Linked DNA regions of Mus musculus: region 1 is linked to region 2. A link is a contact called in public HiChIP or PLAC-seq data. All regions are on one chromosome and are shown on one strand. Each heading gives the region's core, a stretch centred on a gene start, on an enhancer-like site or on the middle of the called end of the contact. The rest is flanking DNA. Distances are from core to core; before and after follow the strand shown. Region 1 has its middle 40 kb from the start of Gm24613. Region 2 holds the start of 6030469F06Rik (RIKEN cDNA 6030469F06 gene).

Region 1 (3,850 bases), core at 297-2,796, 50 kb before region 2:
TTCTTATTGATATTTTAATCTTCAGAATACCACAGTTTTTACTTGTCGGGACACGTTTTCTTAGTTCCAAGTTAGATGGTGTTTTAACACCATTCCAGCGGCTGGAGAGCTCAGTGGGTCAGTGGGTCCTGCTGCTTTGGCAGACGACCTGTATGTTGTTTTGTTTTGTTTTTCCGAGATGTTGTTTGGTTTTTTTGTGTTTCGTTTTGTTTTCCCAGAGGTTCTGTTTCCAGCACCCACATAGCAGCTCGCAACCATCTTGTTAGACCAGTTCCAGGGGATGTGACACCATCTCCTGATCTTTGTGGGTACCATGCACATGTTACGCGCGCACACGCACACACACACACACACACACACACACACACACTCTCATACACATAAAATCAAAATAAATCATAGATGTTTTCTAACAATTTCCTTTTTTACTGTTAACACCTTTGCATATCAGGCAAGAATAGACAGTATCTGATTCTTCAATGAATTTGGACTTTTATTCTTCATATCTAAAATTCTATACCTATATTTAGATAAATATTAAAAGATTCATAGAATCTTTTAAACTGTAACTCCGTATCTTAGGAGCTAGAACCCCAGTGTCCTGGGCTTTATTTTCTGCAGAACCATAATTCATGAGTGGGAACCATGTGCTATGTTTTAAGCCCCCTGGCTCATACACTGTCATTTTTAAAGTGCATTATGTTTTTCATGGCTCAGGAGAGCAGACAAACAAAAACATGTTCCTATTGCTTGAAATTATTTTCTGATTTTATTTGTTTGCGAATTTATCTTCCTTCCATTTGTCTCTAGTCTACGGCTACCCCTTCCCTGCAGTCTTTCTTAACAGAGCCAGAGTGCTGGGCTAAATTCTGTGCTTCCAAGGAAGTAGTTAATGATGTGTGTGGTGTTCCAACTCCCATCTCTCGGGTGGCAGGAATAATTGAGCAACAGAAACTCACTCTACTCATTACCCAATTTCTACTGCCCAGCGTTAGGCATCCTTAAAATCTTAGGAGCTGCTGATGGACTGCAGACTGGATAGATTTAGTGTGGGGCAGCATTACCTTACTCTGTTTGGTTTGGTTAACCTCAGACGGACCTTGAGTTCTTTCGGTGAATGTCATATCAGGAATCAGTAAGTGCTTGGCTCTGTTATTTACTGATCACTAGTAATAGGTCACTGGAAGATTTTATTTTACCCATTTAGGTATACCTTTAGGGGAAAGGACATTTTAAATTGCTATTTAAAACATGGTTTTCGCCGGGCGTGGTGGCGCACACCTTTAATTCCAGCACTTGGGAGGCAGAGGCAGGCGGATTTCTGAGTTCGAGGCCAGCCTGGTCTACAGAGTGAGTTCCAGGACAGCCAGGGCTATACAGAGAAACCCTGTGTCGAAAAACCAAAAAAAAAAAAAAAAACCAAAAAAAAAAAAAAACCAAAAAAAAAATGGTTTTCCTCTCTCTCTCTTTGAAAGAGAAATGTATAGTAAGGCAGAGCAGCCCATAGTTACGCCTCTACACGGGTTTTTGCCTTTTCCCCTTTCCCCAGCTCAGCAGAGTATGCTTAAATAAACTCCAGCTGCCCCACTTGGCAGCAACAGAGGTCACCTTAAACAGATGAGCTAATCAAGAATTTCTCCAGACTTCCATTTCTCCTCCAACTTAGCCTTGGCTTTCATGTGACTCAAATTCAGTTTTGAGAACTCTACACTATGTGTTAATGATTTCCAGAATGCTGTGTGACTTCAGTTGCATCAAAGTTCTTATGGGAAATGGTGTGTTTAGCTCCCTTTTGCCTTTGCCTTTGTGGTTTCTGGAAGTGGTTGCTGGAAACGGGCAGCTTCTACCCAGAAAGCAGAGAAATGCAGCCTTCTCATTGCTTGTGGCCACATTATAGTCTCTCTAAATTATTTTTCCAGTGCTGGGAATTGAACCCAGAACTTTGCATATACTATGCCAAGCTCTCTACCTCAAAGTTGGCTGCTGGTCCAGCCAACTAGAATTCCTAAATTACTGATCACTCTTTGCAGGATTTAGCTTTAGGTTAGTTTGGGTGTTACTATTTGTTTAGTACCAGACATTGTTACTTTATTTGTTATCTAGGTCTCCCATTGTTTAAGAAGTCGAAATGTTTCATTGTTCTACAGGTGGGCGTCCAATTTTCTCAGCACCGTTTGTTGAAGATCTCCTCTTTTCTCTAGCTTATGTTTTTGGCATCTTTGTCATGTATCAAGTGTCTGAAACTATGTGTACTCCCGTTTGGGTTTTCTGTTTTGTTCCGCTGGTGTACATATCTGTTTTGGTGTCAGCATCATGCTTTTAATGCCATGCTTTTATAATATATCTTGTGATCAGGGATGGTAACCCCTCCCTCATTGTTCGTTCACTGAGGATTGTTTTGTCTATGCTGAGTCTTTCATGGCTCCACACAAATTTTATTATAGATTTTTTTTTCTTTTTCTGTTTAGAATGACTTTGGGAGGGTGGTGGTTTGAATATGCTTGGCTCATAGAGAGTGCTACTGTTAGGAGGTGTGGCCTTGTTGGAGGAAGTGTGACACTGTGGGGGTGGGCTTTGGAGGTCTCCTCCTATGTTCAGGCTCTGCCATGGCAGAAGACAGCTTCCTCTTAGCTGCCTGAGGCTGCCTTCTCCTGATGCCTTCCTCCAGCACCTTGCCTGCCTGAATGCTGCCATGTTTCCCACCTTGACGACAGGAGATCTCAAAACAGCCCAGTTTAGACTCTGTGCTGTGGCTTACTCTCATGAAGAACATTTTGATCAAGTGTAGCCAGCTTAGAAAGGAAAAATACAAAATGTATGGTTCAAAGAGTAAAGAGACACCAGGAAGCAGAATCCTATATTCAAGGAGATAAACAGATTTAGGGAGTGGTGACCTTGGGGCAAGATTCCCCCCCCCCCCAAAGTGTGCATTTGCAATTGTACAAGGGAGAGTTATATCAAGTTAGGTGTTATCATGACCTGGTTATTATTTTCACTTGGATCTAACAAGATAAAATTGTGTGTCAAATTGATAAGTGATGGATTGTGGTGGCTATTCTCAGTTTTCAACTTGTTTAAGAGCTATAATGAAAAGCTTAAGTCTGGGCAAGGCAGTCCACGCCTTTAATCCCAGCATTCAGGAGACAGAGCCATGCAGATTTATGAGTTCAAGGTCAATCTACAGAGCAAATTCCAGGACAGCTAAGCTTAGGCAGTGAAGGAGTTAGAAAACCGAAAGCTGGTGATCACGTAATAGAACAAGGGGGGCATATTCCAATTCCAGCAAGCAGCCGAGCTCAGCGGCTTCAGCCATGTGGCTCTGGCTTTTTTTTTTTTTTTTTAAATATTTATTTATTATTATATGTAAGTACACTGTAGCTGTCTTCAGACACTCCAGAAGAGGGAGTCAGATCTCGTTACGGATGGTTGTGAGCCACCATGTGGTTGCTGGGATTTGAACTCCTGACCTTCGGAAGAGCAGTCGGTTGCTCTTACCCACTGAGCCATCTCACCAGCCCGTGGCTCTGGCTTTAAAGTCAGGAATAGTAGGGACTATTGGGATAATTGATGCTAGTTAACTGGAGCTAAGAAATTAGCAGCAATTAAGAACAGACCAGCATCACTGAGGTGAAGTCTTCTGGGAAGTGTTTTCTGAGAGCAGAAAGAAGCTATGTTTCGAGATAGCCAAGATTGTATCTTGTGCTGCAGCTGAACTTGGTAAGGTGTAATAATCACCCAGGTGAGGCTGAGCAGTGATGGCACACACCTTTAATCCCAGCACTTGGGAGGCCGAGGCAGGTGGAGTTCTGAGTTCAAGGCCAGCCTGGTCTATAGAGTGAGTTCCAGGACA
Region 2 (4,203 bases), core at 1,154-3,653:
CTGTTTCCACGTCACAGGTGGATAGTAGTGGCAGACTCCCAAGAGGGTGGCAGTTAACGTCTGAAAGCATAGCATAGACATTTATAGTCACTTTTAATCCCCGACTCTCATAAATGTTGTTCATAGCTCACATTGAGCAAAATGCACAGTTTAAGAATAAAGAGGCTTGCTCTGCACAATCCGCTGCTTGTCTGGATGTGTGATTATCTACCACATTCAGCCTCACAGAGAAAAATCGCATGCCAGATGCTTCACGGTCCCCATGTGGTTCCACTCGATGGCAGCTAGGCAGAGCCAAGCCAGCGTAGGAGAGTGTGTAAGCCGCAGGGCTGGCTTGGCTCTTCTGGGCTTAGACCAGAGCGGTGACTCAGGCAGGCCATTGCCAGGGCACAAGTATCACCCACAGCTCCCTCTCTGGCAGATGCTTCTCTCATCCCTCGCTGTCTCTTTGTTACTTTTTCCTCCTTGTTCTCCACCTTCTCATTCTCCTCTCCCCACAGACATTTCTTAGACCTACTTATGTTGGAGATGCTGAGAAGTCGCCACGGGAAAGCAAAGTGTACCCTCTTACTGTGGGAAAATCTTGTGTTCAAGGAAACCACAAAAATGTCCAACAAAGAAAGAATGGGTGAGTTAAATGTGCTCTAGTTATTCAGTGCAATGCTTCTCAGTGATAAAGAAAAGTACTGAGGATACAGTGGGGTGAACCTTGAAAATATTAGAAAAAAAGAGAGACAAGAATGAATATGATTCTTACCTGAAATACCTCTAATAAGTGAATCCACAGTGATAGAAGAAGGTTAGCGCTTTAGATGAAGGTGGGTATGTGGGAGGGTGGGCACGTGTCAATTAAAGGGAGGGTAGCCTTTTACCTTTCCTCTATTCTCTTGGGCAATACACATATTACAAAACTTACCATCTTAACCATAGTTCAGTGCATCAAGTCATTCACTCAATTGTGCAACAAACCTCGAGAACCTTCTTTCTTGCAAAACTGAAAACTCTATCTGGTAACCAGCAACGTTCTGTGTGTTTTCTCCTCAACTCTGATAACTATCATTCTCCTTTCTGTCTCCATGAGTGACGGTGCCTCTGGATAGCTGCCTCATGTAAGTGCAATCTCATAGTTTTGGTCGTTTGTCTGACTTGTTTCACCTCCTATAATATCCTTAAGGCTTATCTATGTTGTGATATCCAATATTTTGTTTATCCACTTATCTTTGGTTGGACACTTCGGTTCCCTCTAGCACCTGGTTATTTCTAAGGGTCCTGCCAAGAGTAACAGGATACAGACCTCCTTTCAAAACTCTGCTTCTAATTTTTTTTAGGTGTATATCCAGAAGTGAGGGGTTCATTTGAGGTGAAGAAAACATGCTAAACTTAATTGTGTTGATATCCACACATCTTTTGATAGAACCCAAACTATTGATTTGTACTATCTGTCTGTACGTGATTTCTGTCAATAAAGCCATTGCACACAACACAAACATGTACTCACACAGATACATGCATGCATATATACACACATACACACGTACACACAAACATGTGCCCACCCATACACAAGCCCACACATAGGCTCACATGTAAACACATACCCAGACACACACAGAGATGTGTGTGTGCACACACACCTAAAACAATGCCAGTGCTCAACCCATTCTCGAAGGGGATCATGTTACTCAGTGAACAGGGAGAAGCCTGGTGTGCTGAAGTCTGTGGAACCTGGATTGGCTGCATCATTGAACCTAATCGTCACAACCTTCACGTTTTCTTTAAGTCTTCAAAAAGCATCTATGACAACAACTCAGCCTGAGCTTGCTAATAAAGCTACCCAGGCTCATTCACTGGACAAAAACATGGAACATGACGCTGTGACCCAGAGGAAACCACTTACCAAGATTCTCAAGGGTGCTATAGCCCTGTGGAGCCCAAAGGTTCACTGTCCCAAAGCTAAGCATCTGCCCATTTGGTCCTAGAAAAGTACTGATGCCTCCTTCCCTTTCACTCTTCCCTTGGTTCCATTTCTTTCTTGAATTGATCCTTCTTGAATCAGTGTTAGAAGGGAATTGAGAAGAAAGGGGTAAAGTAATTAATAAATAAAAAGAGGGCTCTGGTGACATACCTCAGTCCTTAAGGGTGCCGGTCACCATACTTGATGACTTGAGTTTCATCTCTCAGACCCACATAGTGAAAGGCGAGAGCCGACTTCCCGCATTGTCCTCTTATGTCCACCTGGGTGTACACACGTGTAAATAAATGCAATAAAAATACAGCAATCACCACTTGAAAATCACCCCAGAGCCTATCATCATGCATAAAGTAATATAACAAACTTGTAAATTCTAGTATTAACTGGTTAACAAGGCAGGCACCTCCACTGGCAGCCTTCTACATGAACATTCCTTTGAAGTGTCCTCTTCCTTTGTTTCAGCTAAAAATTCTTGAGAAAAATAAACTGCGCATACTCAGAAGTGTTTCTGTCACAGTAACCTTTCAGATGTGTGCTGCATGGCCTTGAGCTAACCATGGCCAGAATGCATTTGCCATTGTCCTTGAGTTAGAAACTTCAACTGCACATGCTCTGCAATGTGTACTTGAAACAGCTTGCTCAGGAATGTGCCCCCTGCCCCAAGTGTTTTCCTTTATGAAGAGAAATAGCTTCTCCAGATTCCATACTTTACTTTTGGAATAGCTGTGGTATTCTTCATACCTGTGATAGACATAAGGCTTCCTTCATTTGCCTTCTGGCTGAGTTTCTTTGCGCTGTGAGAACCAAGGAGGCTCCACTGTACTCTGTTACATTGACAGAAGGTATGCTTCCATGGGTTTCACAATTTGCAATGAAATTTTTTGATATTTCTTTGGTTCGCTCATTTGGAGGGGAGGAAATATGAGCACCCTCTGCTGGTCATTTATGATAACGTAAGTGAGCCTCAGAGAAAAGCTGTCTGTTGACTTCCTAGTTTGTGGGAAGGATTCAGTGTGAACAGGCCTCTTTTGAGGTTTTAATGAGGGACCCTGAGGACTGAGACAGCAAGCAAGACTCAACTTTAACTCATACCCCAGTTTGCTTCCCAGGACTTAGCCAGGTAACCAAGCGGGTCAAAGCGCCTCAGTTCAAAGTGGTTGTGTTTGTACTGTCACAGCTGGCTCCTTCACATTCTCTTTGCACAGCGTCCCCACTCTTGTCAGATAGACAGGTCATTCACATAAAAACTAAACAGAAATACAAGCTGAGGCCATAAACCAAATGGCTCTAACAGATATTTACAGAACATTTTATCCAAACACAAAAGAATATGTCTTCTTCTCAGCAGCTCATAGAACTTTCTCTGAAATTGACCATGTATTGGAACACAAAGCAAGCCTCAATAGGTTCAAGAAAACTGAAATAATACCTTTCATCCTATCTGACCACCATGGATTAAAGCTGGTGTATTAGTTAGGGTTTTACTACTGTGAACAGACACCATGACCAAAGCAAGTCTTATAAAGGAAAACATTTAATTGGGGCTGGCTTACAGGTTCAGAGGTTTGGTCCATTGTCACAAGATGGGCGCATGACAACATCCAGGCAGACATGGTGCAGGAGGAGCTGAGAGTTCTACATCTTTATCTGAAGGCTGCTAGCAGACTACTCACTTCCAGGCAGCTAGGACTAGGGTATTAAACCCTAGCCCACAGTGACACACTTACTCTAACACGGCCAAATGTCCTAAGAGTGCCACTCTCTGGCCCAAGCATATACAAACCATCACAGCTGGATATCAACAACATAAGCAATAAGAAGTTTACAAATTTGTGGTGATGGAATAATTCGTTACTGAATCAGAAATTGAGGGATTTCATTATCAGTGCTGAAATCAATAAAATAGAAACATAAAACAATAAAAAGCAATACAAAAATCATTGAAACAAAAAGTTAATTCTTTGAGAAAAATCAATTAAGATTGACAAGCCTTTAGCCAAATTAACGAAAATACAGAAAAGAGAAAGAGAGTGAGAGGATGCAAAATTTACCCAATTAGATAGGAAAGGGGGACACAACACAGACACCAAGGCAGTCCAGAAAACCATAAGGACAAACTTTAAAAACTATACTCAACCAAACTGGAAAATCTAATAGAAACGGGTAATTTTCTTAATACATACTGTGAATCAAGTTAAATCAATATCAGATAAGTAACTTAAACAGACCTA

Evidence for each region. HiChIP or PLAC-seq counts read pairs in DNA pulled down with a chosen protein or histone mark.
Region 1: an H3K27ac HiChIP or PLAC-seq map of extraembryonic endoderm stem cells shows a contact between it and region 2. The contact joins the enhancer-like site here to the promoter of 6030469F06Rik in region 2. A contact is called at or near these places in 1 of 39 promoter capture datasets (second pharyngeal arch cranial neural crest), 6 of 484 Hi-C or Micro-C datasets (the MC3T3-E1 cell line, brown adipocytes, cortical neurons and 3 more) and 5 of 115 datasets of contacts at active chromatin or transcription factors (embryonic fibroblasts, embryonic stem cells, extraembryonic endoderm stem cells and 1 more).

The regions. Positions count from the first base shown.
Region 1 is chr12:31,216,772-31,220,621 of GRCm38.p6, reverse strand. No RefSeq gene overlaps it. Among named protein-coding and RNA genes, the nearest start is that of Gm24613, 40 kb to the left of the region's middle. Within about 2 kb of position 1,546, at least 31 of the 459 cell types and tissues checked have an H3K27ac peak or open chromatin away from gene starts, as enhancers often do. A contact at or near this core is called in brown adipocytes, extraembryonic endoderm stem cells and palatal mesenchyme, where this site is marked.
Region 2 is chr12:31,167,062-31,171,264 of GRCm38.p6, reverse strand. 6030469F06Rik (RIKEN cDNA 6030469F06 gene) reads right to left here and starts at 2,403. Exons shown (of 4, transcript NR_102715.1): 1 at 2,376-2,403; 2 at 2,126-2,235; 3 at 1-60.